Regions from separate parts of the Mus musculus genome. Here all the other regions are linked to region 3. Evidence: chromatin contacts called from public Hi-C and HiChIP or PLAC-seq data. All regions are on one chromosome and are shown on one strand. Each heading gives the region's core, a stretch centred on a gene start, on an enhancer-like site or on the middle of the called end of the contact. The rest is flanking DNA. Distances are from core to core; before and after follow the strand shown.

Evidence for each region. A called contact is a pair of places that touch in the nucleus more often than the background predicts. HiChIP or PLAC-seq counts read pairs in DNA pulled down with a chosen protein or histone mark.
Region 1: a Hi-C map of epidermal suprabasal cells shows a contact between it and region 3, with 5 times the contacts expected there. The contact joins the enhancer-like site here to the promoter of Krt5 in region 3. A contact is called at or near these places in 9 of 39 promoter capture datasets (the 3T3-L1 cell line, the C10 cell line, cranial neural crest and 4 more), 3 of 15 datasets of contacts at CTCF or cohesin (the NIH/3T3 cell line, embryonic stem cells and stem cell-derived epiblast-like cells), 31 of 484 Hi-C or Micro-C datasets (Sertoli cells, embryonic limb bud, embryonic stem cells and 10 more), 11 of 115 datasets of contacts at active chromatin or transcription factors (acute myeloid leukemia, astrocytes, embryonic stem cells and 4 more) and 2 of 9 other capture datasets (embryonic stem cells and pancreatic islet).
Region 2: a Hi-C map of epidermal suprabasal cells shows a contact between it and region 3, with 4 times the contacts expected there. The contact joins the enhancer-like site here to the promoter of Krt5 in region 3. A contact is called at or near these places in 16 of 39 promoter capture datasets (the 3T3-L1 cell line, the C10 cell line, the HPC-7 cell line and 11 more), 2 of 15 datasets of contacts at CTCF or cohesin (CD8 T cells and stem cell-derived epiblast-like cells), 32 of 484 Hi-C or Micro-C datasets (LSK cells, Sertoli cells, adipose-derived mesenchymal stem cells and 19 more), 3 of 115 datasets of contacts at active chromatin or transcription factors (embryonic stem cells and pancreatic cancer cells) and 3 of 9 other capture datasets (adipose tissue, embryonic stem cells and liver).
Region 4: a contact with region 3 is called in an H3K27ac HiChIP or PLAC-seq map of epiblast stem cells, with 3 times the contacts expected there. The contact joins the promoter of Krt80 here to the promoter of Krt5 in region 3. A contact is called at or near these places in 8 of 39 promoter capture datasets (cranial neural crest, embryonic stem cells, hippocampal neurons and 4 more), 1 of 484 Hi-C or Micro-C datasets (the HL-1 cell line), 3 of 115 datasets of contacts at active chromatin or transcription factors (embryonic stem cells, epiblast stem cells and pancreatic cancer cells) and 2 of 9 other capture datasets (adipose tissue and liver).

Annotation. Positions count from the first base shown.
Region 1 is chr15:101,976,223-101,979,362 of GRCm38.p6, reverse strand. It overlaps a transcript of Krt78 not described here. Among named protein-coding and RNA genes, the nearest start is that of Krt78, 24 kb to the right of the region's middle. Within about 2 kb of position 1,827, at least 346 of the 459 cell types and tissues checked have an H3K27ac peak or open chromatin away from gene starts, as enhancers often do. A contact at or near this core is called in the NIH/3T3 cell line, Sertoli cells, acute myeloid leukemia and 13 more, where this site is marked.
Region 2 is chr15:101,335,108-101,338,161 of GRCm38.p6, reverse strand. No RefSeq gene overlaps it. Among named protein-coding and RNA genes, the nearest start is that of Gm52200, 18 kb to the right of the region's middle. Within about 2 kb of position 1,266, at least 94 of the 459 cell types and tissues checked have an H3K27ac peak or open chromatin away from gene starts, as enhancers often do. A contact at or near this core is called in the HPC-7 cell line, the SN4741 cell line, adipose tissue and 7 more, where this site is marked.
Region 3 is chr15:101,711,210-101,714,399 of GRCm38.p6, reverse strand. Krt5 (keratin 5) reads left to right here and starts at 1,495. Exons shown (of 9, transcript NM_027011.3): 1 at 1,495-2,126; 2 at 2,657-2,871. The coding sequence starts at 1,590.
Region 4 is chr15:101,368,523-101,371,446 of GRCm38.p6, reverse strand. It overlaps Krt80 (keratin 80), which reads left to right and starts at 1,285. Exons shown (of 9, transcript NM_028770.3): 1 at 1,285-1,692. The coding sequence starts at 1,393. The region is part of intron 1 of Gm35853 (a long non-coding RNA gene); the gene reads right to left. Mir1941 (microRNA 1941) reads right to left here and starts at 2,095; the gene lies at 2,013-2,095.

The DNA of each region.
Region 1 (3,140 bases), core at 578-3,077, 260 kb before region 3:
ATGTTTGCATGTGTGTATGTGTGTAGGTCAGAGGTCAGTGGCAGGTATTTTCCTCAACTGTCCACCTTATTTATTTTTTGCTTTACCTTTGTATGCAGTGTGGTGTGTGTATGTGTGTGTGTGGTGTGTGTGAATTCATGTATAAGTCAGAAGTTGACAATACGAATCCTCCTTGATTGCTCTCCATTTTATTTACTGAGGCAGAGTCTCTTGCTGAGCATGGAGCATGGAGACTCAGTTAGGCTAAGCCAGGTCCCTTGCCCAGGGATCCCCTATCTCTGCCTCCTACAGCCTGGAGGGATCCTCCCTGGGGCAGGGGGCACTGGAGCTGGGCTTAAGGTAGCCCACCAAGATTGTCTTTTTTCCTCTTTTTTAAAATGTAGGTTTTGAGGATCCAAACTCTAGCCCTTAAACTTTGCAACAAGTTTCCCCCAACAACTTTCCGCCTCATTTTTTGATCTGGGGTTTCTCAGTGAACATGGGGCTTACTAATTATGCTAGGTGGGCTGGTCAGGGGGCTCTAGGAGTCTGCTTGTCTCCTCTTCCCCAAAGCTGAGGTTACACCACACTCTTGCTGTGGCTGGTTTTCATTTGAGGTCTGGAGATCTGAACTCAGGTTCTCATGGTTGCCAGCAAGCAGCAAGCACTTTACCCACCAAGCTCCTTTTTTTTTTTTTGCTTGGTGCCTGCTTCCCCATGTCAGGGTTTCACTTTGTATTCCTAGCCTGGAACCTTCCTAACAGTTCTTAAAACAGCTGTGTGTCCTGTGGAACACGAATGTGTATATTGTACTTGCACATGACCTCTAGACACTGATGTAGTCATGTGTGTGTGTGTGTGTGTGTTTTTCCCCTACACATTGTTGAGCTGAGTTGACTGTGTCCTCCCTAGCTGGAGATTGGGCACACCCTGTCAGCCCCTCCAAAGCCCACATGAACTGATAAATGGCTTCTTTCTGTCCCCTACTCTGTTCCCTCCCTCCGCTTGGACATGAAAACCCTGGGTAAGGCTGACGGTGGTGTCCCTAAGTTTGCTGTAGTGTGATGGGTTGGCTTCAGATTGCCACTAGCTAGGAACCTGTGCAACCAAGGCAGTGAAGGAGCTGTGCTGTCGAGCTTGGTGGCCCTGGGTTCAAGCTAGACTTCCCCTTCTCTTGTTCAGTGTGGCCTGGGACAGTCACCTTCTCTAGCTGAGTTTGACCTCTGTGAGGTGTGCCTGGTTGATTATTCCATTCAGAAGGTAGGATGTTCAAAAATGTACCACAGGGTTTGGTTTTGAGTACCCAGGGCAGTTGAGGGTTCTTTTCCTTCCTAATGATCGCTTGTTGTTGCGCTTTGAGATTACATCAAGACTGCTTTGGAGTCTTGCAGGACTGGCTGGCCATGGGGCTGGAATGAACACCTTGAGCCTAGGTTATGGAATATAATCTGGCACGACCTACAAGTGCCCTGGCCACCCGGCCATGGAGTGGCCACAAAGGAACAACCTGTAGACTCCAGAAAGCCAGCTTGTCCTCTGGGCCTGCCATGGTAATGCCTGCAAACCTCAAGGGGGTAGACAAAGTACTTCTGGTACAAGCACCCTAACACCACCCATTTCAAAGTAACTGAAGCCCCCTTCCCCACTCTCCATAGCCACTGAAACTCCTTAGCCCCCAAGGCTAAGTTATGCTCTCCCCTTCCCCCAGCGGGCAAACTGTTCCAGAGGTCCAGATCCGCCACCCCCACCACCCCTGGGCGGTTCCCTGCTGACTCAGGCTGGCCCGGCTTAGCGGGCGGGCCGGGGTGGGAAGAGGCCGGGCACAGGGCCAGGGCCGGGTGCGGCGGCGGGTGAGTCACCCGGATCGGGCGCGGTGGCGCCGCCCGGCCCCAGCGGCCGTGGGAGCGCTCGGGCACAGCCAATGGGCGGCTGCCACCCGGCTCGCGCCGCCACGCCCCCTGGCTGCAAGCCGCCCAGTTTCCAGCTCCCTGGCCCCCGACGGACCCCCGACCCTGGCAACCTGGGATTTTTGCGGACTTTGCTTCCCCATGGAGGCTGCGGGGAGCAGCGTGGGGCTCAGGAGTTGAGGAGAGAGCAGCTTCTATAGTCCTTCCTGCTGCAAACCCCACTGGTCAGGGCCACACTCCAGGTCCCCAGGAGGCCCTGCCACGCAGGGGGGGCTCTGGGTCTTTACTGTACCCACGCCACCTGCTGGTTAGGGCCACCCCAGGTCCACAAGAGGACCTGCCCCACATGGGGGCTCTGGGTTCTTAAGTGTCCACAACACCTGTGATTAGTGCTACCACACACCTTCAGGAGGCCCTGCCGATCAAGGGGGCTCTGAATCCTTACTGTGCCCATGACACCTGCTGGTTAGGGCCTGCTTCCCCAGGAGGCTCTGCCGCAAATGGGAGCTCTGAGCCCTTACAGTGTCCCTCTGGGTTCTTTCCAGGTAGTGACATTGGGGTACCCAGCACCTTCTCAAAGAGGGCAGACTCCTCTGTTTGCCAGTCTGTGCTGGTTGAACCCTGGCACAGTGTCCTTGGCCAAAGTTTTCTGTTCCCAGACAGCCACACTACCGACTACTTTCTGCTTCAGAAAACAGTCATGGTACTAAGAAGGTCATGTTTCTAAGACTCTAGTGACCCTGGCTCTAGTGGCCAACCTTCTCCAGGCTTTGGCCTTGGCACAACCGATACACACAGGCTCATCAGCACAGAGGCCCAGGCAAGTGTAGATGGCAGGCCTGGATTGTCATATACTCTATACAAGCACAGGAAGAGACAGAAGACTCTCTTTTTCTTTTTTTCTTTCTTTTAAACTGTAAATTACTGTGAAGATAAAGTGTCTGGTAATTTACAAATCCTCAAGAAACAGTAGGTCTGATTCTCTCTCACACAGACACAGCCCCACAAACACACAGCCCATGAAGACACAAACACACGCCCCCACGAAGAACCTCAGACACTGACACATGTTCAGATACACATCAATAGAGATACATTTGCACAGATCTGCAGACACAACTAACCCCCCCTCCCCCAAACCAGGAAAGCAGAAACCCCCACAGCAATCATAAAATCCAGTTTTACTGCCCAGGGTGTGATGGGAACCAGCAGCCAGCTGGGCGGGGGCAGGAGGCCTCAGCGTCTGGGCGGTGC
Region 2 (3,054 bases), core at 17-2,516, 380 kb after region 3:
GACACAGAGCCACAGAGCCATCAAGCCAGTCACAAGGTCTATGGGGCTTCAAGGCCACCCCCTGGAGGCTTTATATCAGTCACAACACTCCCAACACACCAGGTCCCAAATGACTTGTCGGAGACCCTCCCCTAATGCTCTGACAGGCATGATGGCATGCCCAGCACCTCTTCATCTGTCCTCTGAAGTAAACGGACCACAAGATAGCCAGTACTACCCTCATTGGTCCATCTCCCTCTATAAATGAGCAAGGCCACCTCACCTTAACTGGGCAACCTCACCTTAACTCTAGGGCACAGCCCTCCTTCGAGGGGTGACATCCCAGAACCATGAGTGTACCCTGCCTGCTCATCTTAAGAGAGAATCTGAAGGCCAGGCAGAGAAAGGGCCTAAGCCACACAGCTTAGAAGCAGTAGAAGCAGGCTGACCAAACCCCATTAGCAGACAAAGGTAGACCTCTCCCTCTGAGCTTTGTTAAGTACACTGCCCAGCTGGTGAAATGGGAGAAAAATGGGGAGAGGGGCCATGTACCCTAAATTCATGGAACTCCCTCTCCTGGAAGGAGCAGCTCTCCAGGGCCAACCTGAGAAATAACAGAGTCCCTTCTGGAACTTCCCAGCAGGTTGGTGGATCAGGGGGAAGCATTATCGCAGCCAGCCATGGATCTGGGTAATGACATTACACCTGCCTACCATGGGAGACAGAAATAGGGAACAGTACTGGCACAGGATCTAGTTCAGGCCCCTACCTGGAGGAACTCCAGCCTCAGTTTACCCAGCTGTCAAATGAAGATAACATTTGTGCTCCCCTCTGGCCACCACACTATGCTACCTAAGATTGCTCTTTAGTTTGAGTCTCTACCTCCAAAGGCCTGGTGGGTGCCTGCCCATAGCCACTCTGGCTCAGCCCTGCAGGCCAAGAGCAGAGAAAAGCAGGGGCCTGGGTAAGCATTCCTCAGGCCCCTCTAGCCTGCTCCCAGCTTCCTTTTAGAGCCTCCAGATAGGAAAGGCCAGACCAGCTTACCAGCACAGACCAAGGTTTCTGTTTCAATACAGTCCAGTTCTCTACCCCCAGCCTGAAAACCACAGCCCACGGAAGGAAGGAGGATTAAGACACTACGAAAGGACCCTTTGTAAGGAGCTGAGCATGGACGGAAGCACAGACAAGCCTTTTTTCTCCTGATTAGCACAACCGCAGCCAGGATCGTGACCCTCTTAACAGGAAGAAACTGAGGCCGGAAATATGGGAGGCTTCAAAAGCAGTAAGGGCATGACTCATGCCTCCAGGATTCCTTCCCATAGAGAAGCCACCAACTAAAACAGTGAGCCAGAGACCCTGACAGAGTCGGGGTGCTAAGCCTCAGGTACCCCTGTGGGGGCATGGCAGAGGGCAGGTCCCGGGGCGGAGCTTGCAACCTCTGTTCCTGTAGACACCTGGTATCCACCTGCGGTGGTCCGCGTGCCTGGGCAGGGAGGCTGCTCAGGGCGGCCCAGACTGGGCAAGATGGGACGGGACAGGACGGGACTGGACGCGACGCGGGCGGTGCCGCCACATCTGAGCACAGCATTCCAGGGCACCGCGCCCGGGACAAGGAAGGAGCTTCCCAAAGCTGAAATGGAACCTCCCCTTGCAGGCTGCTATGGACCTGAGAGTCTCAGCACAAGAAGGAGGATGCTACCTGTACCCCAGTCCCAGAGAGCCTCCCCTGGTCCCACCACCCTCATCAATCACTCATTAGACAGTTCCTGCTGGTCGGGAGGTGGGAAGGATGAATACAGGAGCTTACAAAGGCATTCCTTGACCTCTACCCTCTTACCTGCCAAGGTTCTTAGTCTCCACCCTCACTGCCCCCTACTCACCCACCACACTAGCCACGATGTCTCCACTACCCTACTATGGCTCAGGGAAACCTTTTGCCCAGGAGGCGGCCAGTACTGATCCCTGACCCTCATCCACTTCAAACTCACTAGTGAGGCTCCTCCTTCCCCCACCCTCACACACAACCCTGACAGGTCTTCCCCATAGGTCCTTTGGGTCCTGGCCCTAGACCCTCCAACACCTCTCAGATAAGCAGATCCAAACTCTGTGTGAACAAAGAGAACTTTATAAGCGATCAGCCAGCACCTCAGCCCTGGGCCTTCCCAGTTTCCCATTCACACACACAGAGGTCTACATATTCTCCCATGCATGTGTGCATGGATACACACATACACACACACACACACACACACACCCTTGATATCCCCCAATCCTGTGGCCTTGGTTCTCATGGGTTTCTTACCCCCATCCCCCATCCCTCTACCCCACCCACCCTTCCACCCCCACCTCCCACCCAACCCCCGACATCTGGCAACTGTATTTCAAAATGCTGAGCAATCTAGGCCAGCAAGATGGAGCCTCAAGTCCTAAAGCCCATGGTGGGAGGAAAAAACAACTCCCAAAATGTATCTCCTGAGCTACATACACACACACACTAACAATAACAACAATGATAAATATAATAGAAATCTTTTAATTTAAAAAAGGGAGAGGCTGGGCTGGAGAGATGGCTCAGTGGTTAAGAGCACTGAGTGCTCTTCCGAAGGTCCTGAGTTCAAGTCCCAGCAACCACATGGTGGCTCACAACCATTCGTAATGGGATCTGATGCCCTCTTCTGGTGTGTCTGAAGACAGCTACAGTGTACTTAGATATAATAATAAATAAATAAATCTCTTTTTTTAAGTGGGGAGGAGCTGGAGAGGTACCTCAATGGTTAAAAACATTTGTTGCTCTTACAGAAGACCCATGCCTGGCTCCCAACACCCATATGGTGGCTCATAACTAACTTTAGTTCCAAGGGACTCAAGGTCCTCTTCTGACTTTCATGGGCACTAGCCACACACACGGTGTACATACCTACTACAGGCAAAGCATTCATACAAGCCAATCTTTTTTTTTTTTTAAGTCAGTCAGCTATTCCCTAGCCAAAGCCTCCCCTTTGCTGACACAGCGCTGTGCTCAGGGAGGTTCCTAGGGCTACAGATGCTGAGGAAGCAGCACAGATTCTAATCCCA
Region 3 (3,190 bases), core at 246-2,745:
TGTCCTACTCTCCTGGGACCATGACCTCTCAATAGTTCCCACATCACTCCTCCCGATTCAGCCAACTGGGTCCAAGAGCCCCACTTTCCTCTGGGACAGGAAGAGAGGTGATCCCACTCAAGTCCTGAGCCAGAATGACAGGGCGTAGCTTGGGATGGACACTGGCTAAAATCTAACCAGCGTCCTTTCTTTCATAAGTCGCTACAGGTGAAGCTTTGCAGAAGAGTCGTCTGGAAGCTCTCACTCATTGGAGTAACCAGCAGGCTGCTGTGCCAGCTGCCTGGTCCCCCCAACTTGCTCTGTCTAGTTTGTCTGGCAGTTAGCTCACGGATTTAAAATTCCATTTTCCATGCCTTTGGCCCTGAAGGAGGCTTTGGGCCAGAGATAGAGGAAACACAGCAGTTCCCGCTGCTTGGAACAGGGTGGTTCCCCGTTATAACAGGCCGGCCAATTCTCAACATGTTCCTGCTGAGATTAGAAGCTCCTGCAGGTATGTGTTTGCGGCGGCCTTCAGCCTGTATCAACAGATACAGTGACTCACGTCTTCCCTGGTGGAATAACTGAGAACTTGCTGGAACACAGCTTGGGGGGCACCGGGGAGGCTGGCAGAGCAGTCCAGAGAGTCAAGACTTTTTTGTAAAGGATTACATGGGATCCCTGGCTTAATAAGCCCCTACACAGGCCTCCCCAGGACAAAGAAACATCAAAGCAAGACAAAACGCTGAATTAGGAGGGACTGTGAAGGGCTGGACCTGGCCTTAAAGTGAATAGTGTACAGCCTGGGTCAGGAGACCCACATCCTCTGTTTTGTTTGTTTGTTTGTTTTTTTCTTAAGCCTGGGGCTTAAGGGAGCCTTTCTGGTCTGAATCTTGCCCAGTGATGTCTTGGGTGAATGGACCACTCTTAAAGAAAGCGTTGCACAGCGAAGGACTCAATTCTACTCCTCTCTCTCTGGAATATACCCAAGAAAAGAGGCCGTGGGTCACCTTGCCAAGAGCTCAGGTCTCTGCAGCACCCACCACACAGCCCAGCATGAGAAGAACAGGTCATTGTCAAGTGGGTGACCTGCTCTGCCCACAGTTGGACAGGAGCCCCACAGATGGACAGAAACCCCAAAGCTGGGCTGGCAAAGCAACATGAACCAGACTGATCATGTCACTGATTCTTGCTAATGTTCGCTAGGACAGTGGCCAGAGACAAATAGCCCTTATGTCCTGGCATCCTTCTAGGCTACACACAAAGCCCAGATCTGGGGTGACGAGAGAACCCCCCCAACACACTGCCAGGACACCAGCTCTGTAAGGAAAGGTTATTCCTAACTGAGCAGAGCCTGCTGGGAGCAGCATTTACACCCCACACCACTGTGCAGGTGTGCTGGGTGAGCTCACAGCTGCCCCCCAGGCATGCCCAGCCCACTAATCATTCACAGCTCGACAGCTCCTCTGCCCAACCCACTTCTAAGGGGATAAAAGGGGACCTCAAATCTCCTAAGTTACAGAGCCACCCACAGCGTCCTGTTGAACGCCGCTGACCTCGCCAGCACCTCCCCACCACCAGCGCCCAGTGTTCTTGCTCCTCCAGGAACCATCATGTCTCGCCAGTCCAGTGTGTCCTTCCGAAGTGGGGGCAGCCGCTCTTTCAGCGCCGCCTCTGCCATCACCCCATCTGTCTCTCGTACGAGCTTCAGCTCGGTGTCCCGCAGTGGTGGTGGTGGTGGTGGCAGGATCAGCCTTGGGGGTGCTTGTGGAGCCGGGGGCTATGGCAGCCGGAGCCTGTACAATGTGGGGGGCTCCAAAAGGATATCCTACAGTTCTGGCGGAGGCAGCTTCAGGAACCAATTTGGTGCTGGTGGCTTTGGCTTTGGAGGAGGAGCCGGCAGTGGATTTGGTTTTGGTGGTGGAGCTGGTAGTGGCTTTGGCTTCGGTGGTGGAGCTGGCTTTGGTGGTGGCTATGGGGGAGCTGGCTTCCCGGTGTGCCCACCTGGAGGCATCCAAGAGGTCACCGTTAACCAGAACCTCCTCACCCCTCTGAACCTGCAAATCGACCCCACCATCCAGCGGGTCAGGACTGAGGAGAGGGAGCAGATCAAGACCCTCAACAACAAGTTTGCCTCCTTCATCGACAAGGTGAGACATGTCCTCCCTAGAGCAGCCTGTGTGTCTACAGGGAATGCTGAACAAAGGTGGAGGGAAGAGGCTTCAGTCTCAGCTCTGATACTGCCTGTGTTGCTAGTTGATGCTCTGTCCTGGTTTGTGTTGCTCTTCAGTTAGACTGGCATCTGGAAATCAGAGTCAGAGTTCCTCTCCTCCAGAGGTTGCCCCATAAGGGTGTCTGGTCCCAGTGGACTGAGATGACCTAAGGACTCACATAACAGGATTGCAGGGAGACCTAAGTGTCTATAGAGCAGTCTAAGAGGGTTTTCAGCCCCAGTGAATAATTAGATCACATTTCATCCACCTACTACTGGGCTGGCTGTCCCCTATCTTTCCTAAAAGAATGATGTTAGGAGCATCAGTGCCGATTGTCCCTCACAGGTCACAGGCCAGGTACTGAACACAAGATTTGGTGGGACAGCATGTGACAGGTAGCACACTAGTGAAAATACCACAGAAGCCTCAAACCCAAACCTTCCCCCCCTCCCACTCGGCCCCTCCAGGTGCGGTTCCTGGAGCAGCAGAACAAGGTCCTGGACACCAAGTGGGCCCTGCTGCAGGAGCAGGGCACCAAGACCATAAAGCAGAACCTGGATCCGTTGTTTGAACAGTACATTAACAACCTCCGTAGACAGCTGGACGGGGTTCTGGGGGAGAGGGGCCGCCTGGACTCAGAGCTGAGGAACATGCAGGACCTGGTGGAGGACTACAAGAACAAGTGAGCTGTGATGTGGGGGAAAGAGGCGTCAGGATCTTCATTGTATCAGATATGCCCCATAGCCAGACGGTGGCCTCTGTCTTCTCCACAGGCTAGCAGCATGCGTTACACCACTAAGAATAGCTCCAAGTCTGTCCAGAGAGTCCCAGTCCCAGGCTCAGGTCCCTCTATAAAGCATTTACCCACCCACCCAAGTAGCAGCGTGTGCCCCTAGTGCCACCTGGAACCCTCACCCTCTCAGGCTTTCTTCCCAGTGCCCTCAAAAACACACGGCACTGTGTTTGATAGTTTCTGGGAGTTGATGGCAGAATCCCCCTGC
Region 4 (2,924 bases), core at 36-2,535, 340 kb after region 3:
TCCTGGAATCCAGGATCCAGACAGACTCCTGATGCAGAATTCTGTATCCAAGTGAACCAGAAGTGCCCATTCATGGGAACCAGGCCTGGACCCCAGGCAGGTGTAGGTCATGTGGCTCAACCATCATGCCTGGTTAAAATGTGTGACTGCCTCGGTCCCCTCAAAGGCCGAGTCCCCTTGGTTTTTACAGACACACCCTTCTCTGAGCTCAGGGAGATTATGCTGGACCTAGCAGGGTGGGTAAGAAGAGGCCATCTCTGGATAAGGAAGAGCAGGCCCTGGCTGAGCACTGGGCTGAGAACCTTTGTAGTTTCCAGAAATTCCTTGGGCACCTTGATGCCTGTTTCCGTACCAGATTTTCCATGAAGAAGGTAGAAGCTGTACGGGTAGCCATGGAGGAGGAACGGGAAGAAGAGTGAAGGAGAAGGCAGGGCAAGGAGCTGGACACCTGGAGGCAGAACTACAGCCAATCAGAGACCCTCTTGGCCCCTGGAGCGGGGGGGGGGGGGGGGGGGGGGGAGAGGACTCTGAACCCAGGCCAGCTGTTTGGAGTGGGTCCTCTACTCTGCTTGTGACTGAAATCTTAAGCCCATTTTTCAGATGAGGGTAAAATACAGCCACATAATTGAGGTTTTCTACCAGTGGGAACAACCAAGCTGACTCCGCACGCAACCCAATGTCACGTCACGTTTCAAAAACCAAGAGCTCTAGGCCTCGGTCATGTGCTTCCTGCAGGCCTTGAGTCAGTGGGGTGCACTCGGCTGGTCCTCAGTAAGGGAGAGAGGGCAAGAGGGAATGGGAAATTAGCAGGGGACACTGACAGATGGATAAGATAAATAATAAGGGGGCTGTTTTCCAACAACAGCCTGGCATGGCGCCCAGGGCAGTCATCACCCTTGGAGCTCAGGGCTACACTTGCTTCATCTTTTCCAGAAGTATGCGAGCCCAGATACGTCAGCCTTTCGGTATGCAGCGTGATCTGTGGCTGGCTGCCCGCCTTTCTCCCTGCTCCTTCCTTCAGAACTTCGCCTTCTTGGCACTGACCACCCGGCCCCACCCTGCCCCACCCAGCCAGCCCGGCCGCAGGCCCCCTCCTCAGTCAGGCCCCTCTTGCAGGGGACTGTGACAAGCCCCTTCAACAAGGCAGAGCCCCTGTAGGGCAGACAGAAAGCTGTGGTACGGGGAGGGCGGGAGCCACATCATCTAACTAACAGGTTGGTCTGGCTTGGAGGAGTCCCGCCCTCCTGTAGCTAATGAACACTATGCAACAGGTGTTTTCGCCTCAGTCCCCAGCCGGCCCTGGATGTGACAGGAGGCGGCTGCCAGCCACCAACTCCAAATCTCCCTAGCTCACTGGTGAGCCCTCCGGCTCCCAGGCCCAGGGGGGCCACCATGGCCTACCGCTCCTGCGTCGTTGGCTTCAGCAGCCTCAGCGGCTGTGAGATGACCCCTGCGGGCAGTCCCCAGCCTGGGACCTCAGGATGGGGCAGCTGTGGGCTCCCTGGGCCTGGCTTCAGCTCTCGAAGCCTCACAAGCTGCAGGCCAGCTGGCACCATCCCCAAGGTGACTGTGAACCCCAGCCTGCTGGTGCCTCTGGACCTCAAGGTGGATCCAGCTGTTCAACAGCAGAAGAATCAAGAAAAGGAGGAGATGAAGGCTCTCAATGATAAATTTGCCTCCCTGATTGGCAAGGTGAGCTAAGTGGGAGAGGGCACCAAAACAGAAGGGCCCCAGGCTTTCCAGGTGACCTGGCTGGTGGTTCCCTGAGCATCGGTCATGCCCCGCCCCTGATCCCAGCCAATGGGGATGCAGCATGGCTAAACCTGCAGAGATGGGTTAGGGAAACCTGATACATCCTGGTGTCTGGGGTGAAAGGAACTTCAGGGTGACTCTGCGGGGTACTGGATAAGGGTGCACTACCTGGCTGGGGATGGGAGGGCTCCGTGTACCCCTGTAACAGTCAAGGGGTGCTTCTCGGGATGGCCTATGGAGGTGTGGCCTGCTGACTTCTGCCCAGGTGGGTGGATGGGAGATACTGCTAAGATGCCCTCAAAACCCCAAGCCTCTGTACCAGCATCTCCCTCCCACCCTGCTGGCTTTCCCCATTCATCCGTAGAGCCACTGTTCTGGCAGGTCCAAAGGGGTGGGGGTGGGAGCGGGGGCAGAAGGAGGCTGCCATGGAGTTTGTATGAGTAAAGACGCAACTTTGGCTTGTCAGGAGAAAGGAATGTAGAGGACTGTGTCAGAATCCAGCCAGCAGCCAACAGTTGGCCTGCTTTGCACTCACCTAGGTGGAAGGAACAGGCCCCTAACAACATGGCCCCCACACTTCCTAGACTCACTGCCTGCAGCTAGCCTAGGGCTTCAGGAAGTCCTGTCTACCTTCCAAGCCTGTGCCCACTCAACCACTCCAAGAAGCCTCTGTGAACAATCCTCCCAGCCCTGCTTCCTCCTGTGTCAGAGCCGCACTGACTGAACTACACACTGGTGTGCTAGGCACCACAGGGCACCTCACAGGTTCACCTCAAATCCCCTTAACTGTAAAGAAAGACATCTCATGACTTTGCGCAGAACAGGGAACCCTGGCCAGTCCTTATCTGCCTCTTGGTTTCTGAGTCTGCAAACCCTTGCACATTTCTGGGGTCCTGAGCTGTGGGGGTGTACAGACAGACAGGCAGTGAGAAGAGAGTGCCACGTGTGGCCTGGATGCCTGAATGCCACAGGAACGTAGCAAGGCGGCGGTGGGCCAGTGCTAACTAACATCACTACAAACGTTGTTTTCCCAGCTGTGCAGATGAGGCAATAGGACCAGAGAGACTCATTGCATTGCCCAGAGTCACAGAGCCAACAACTGATACGGTTTATATTTAAACTCAGGTCTGTGTGTGTATGATGTGTATGATGTGTATGTGTGTATGACAGAC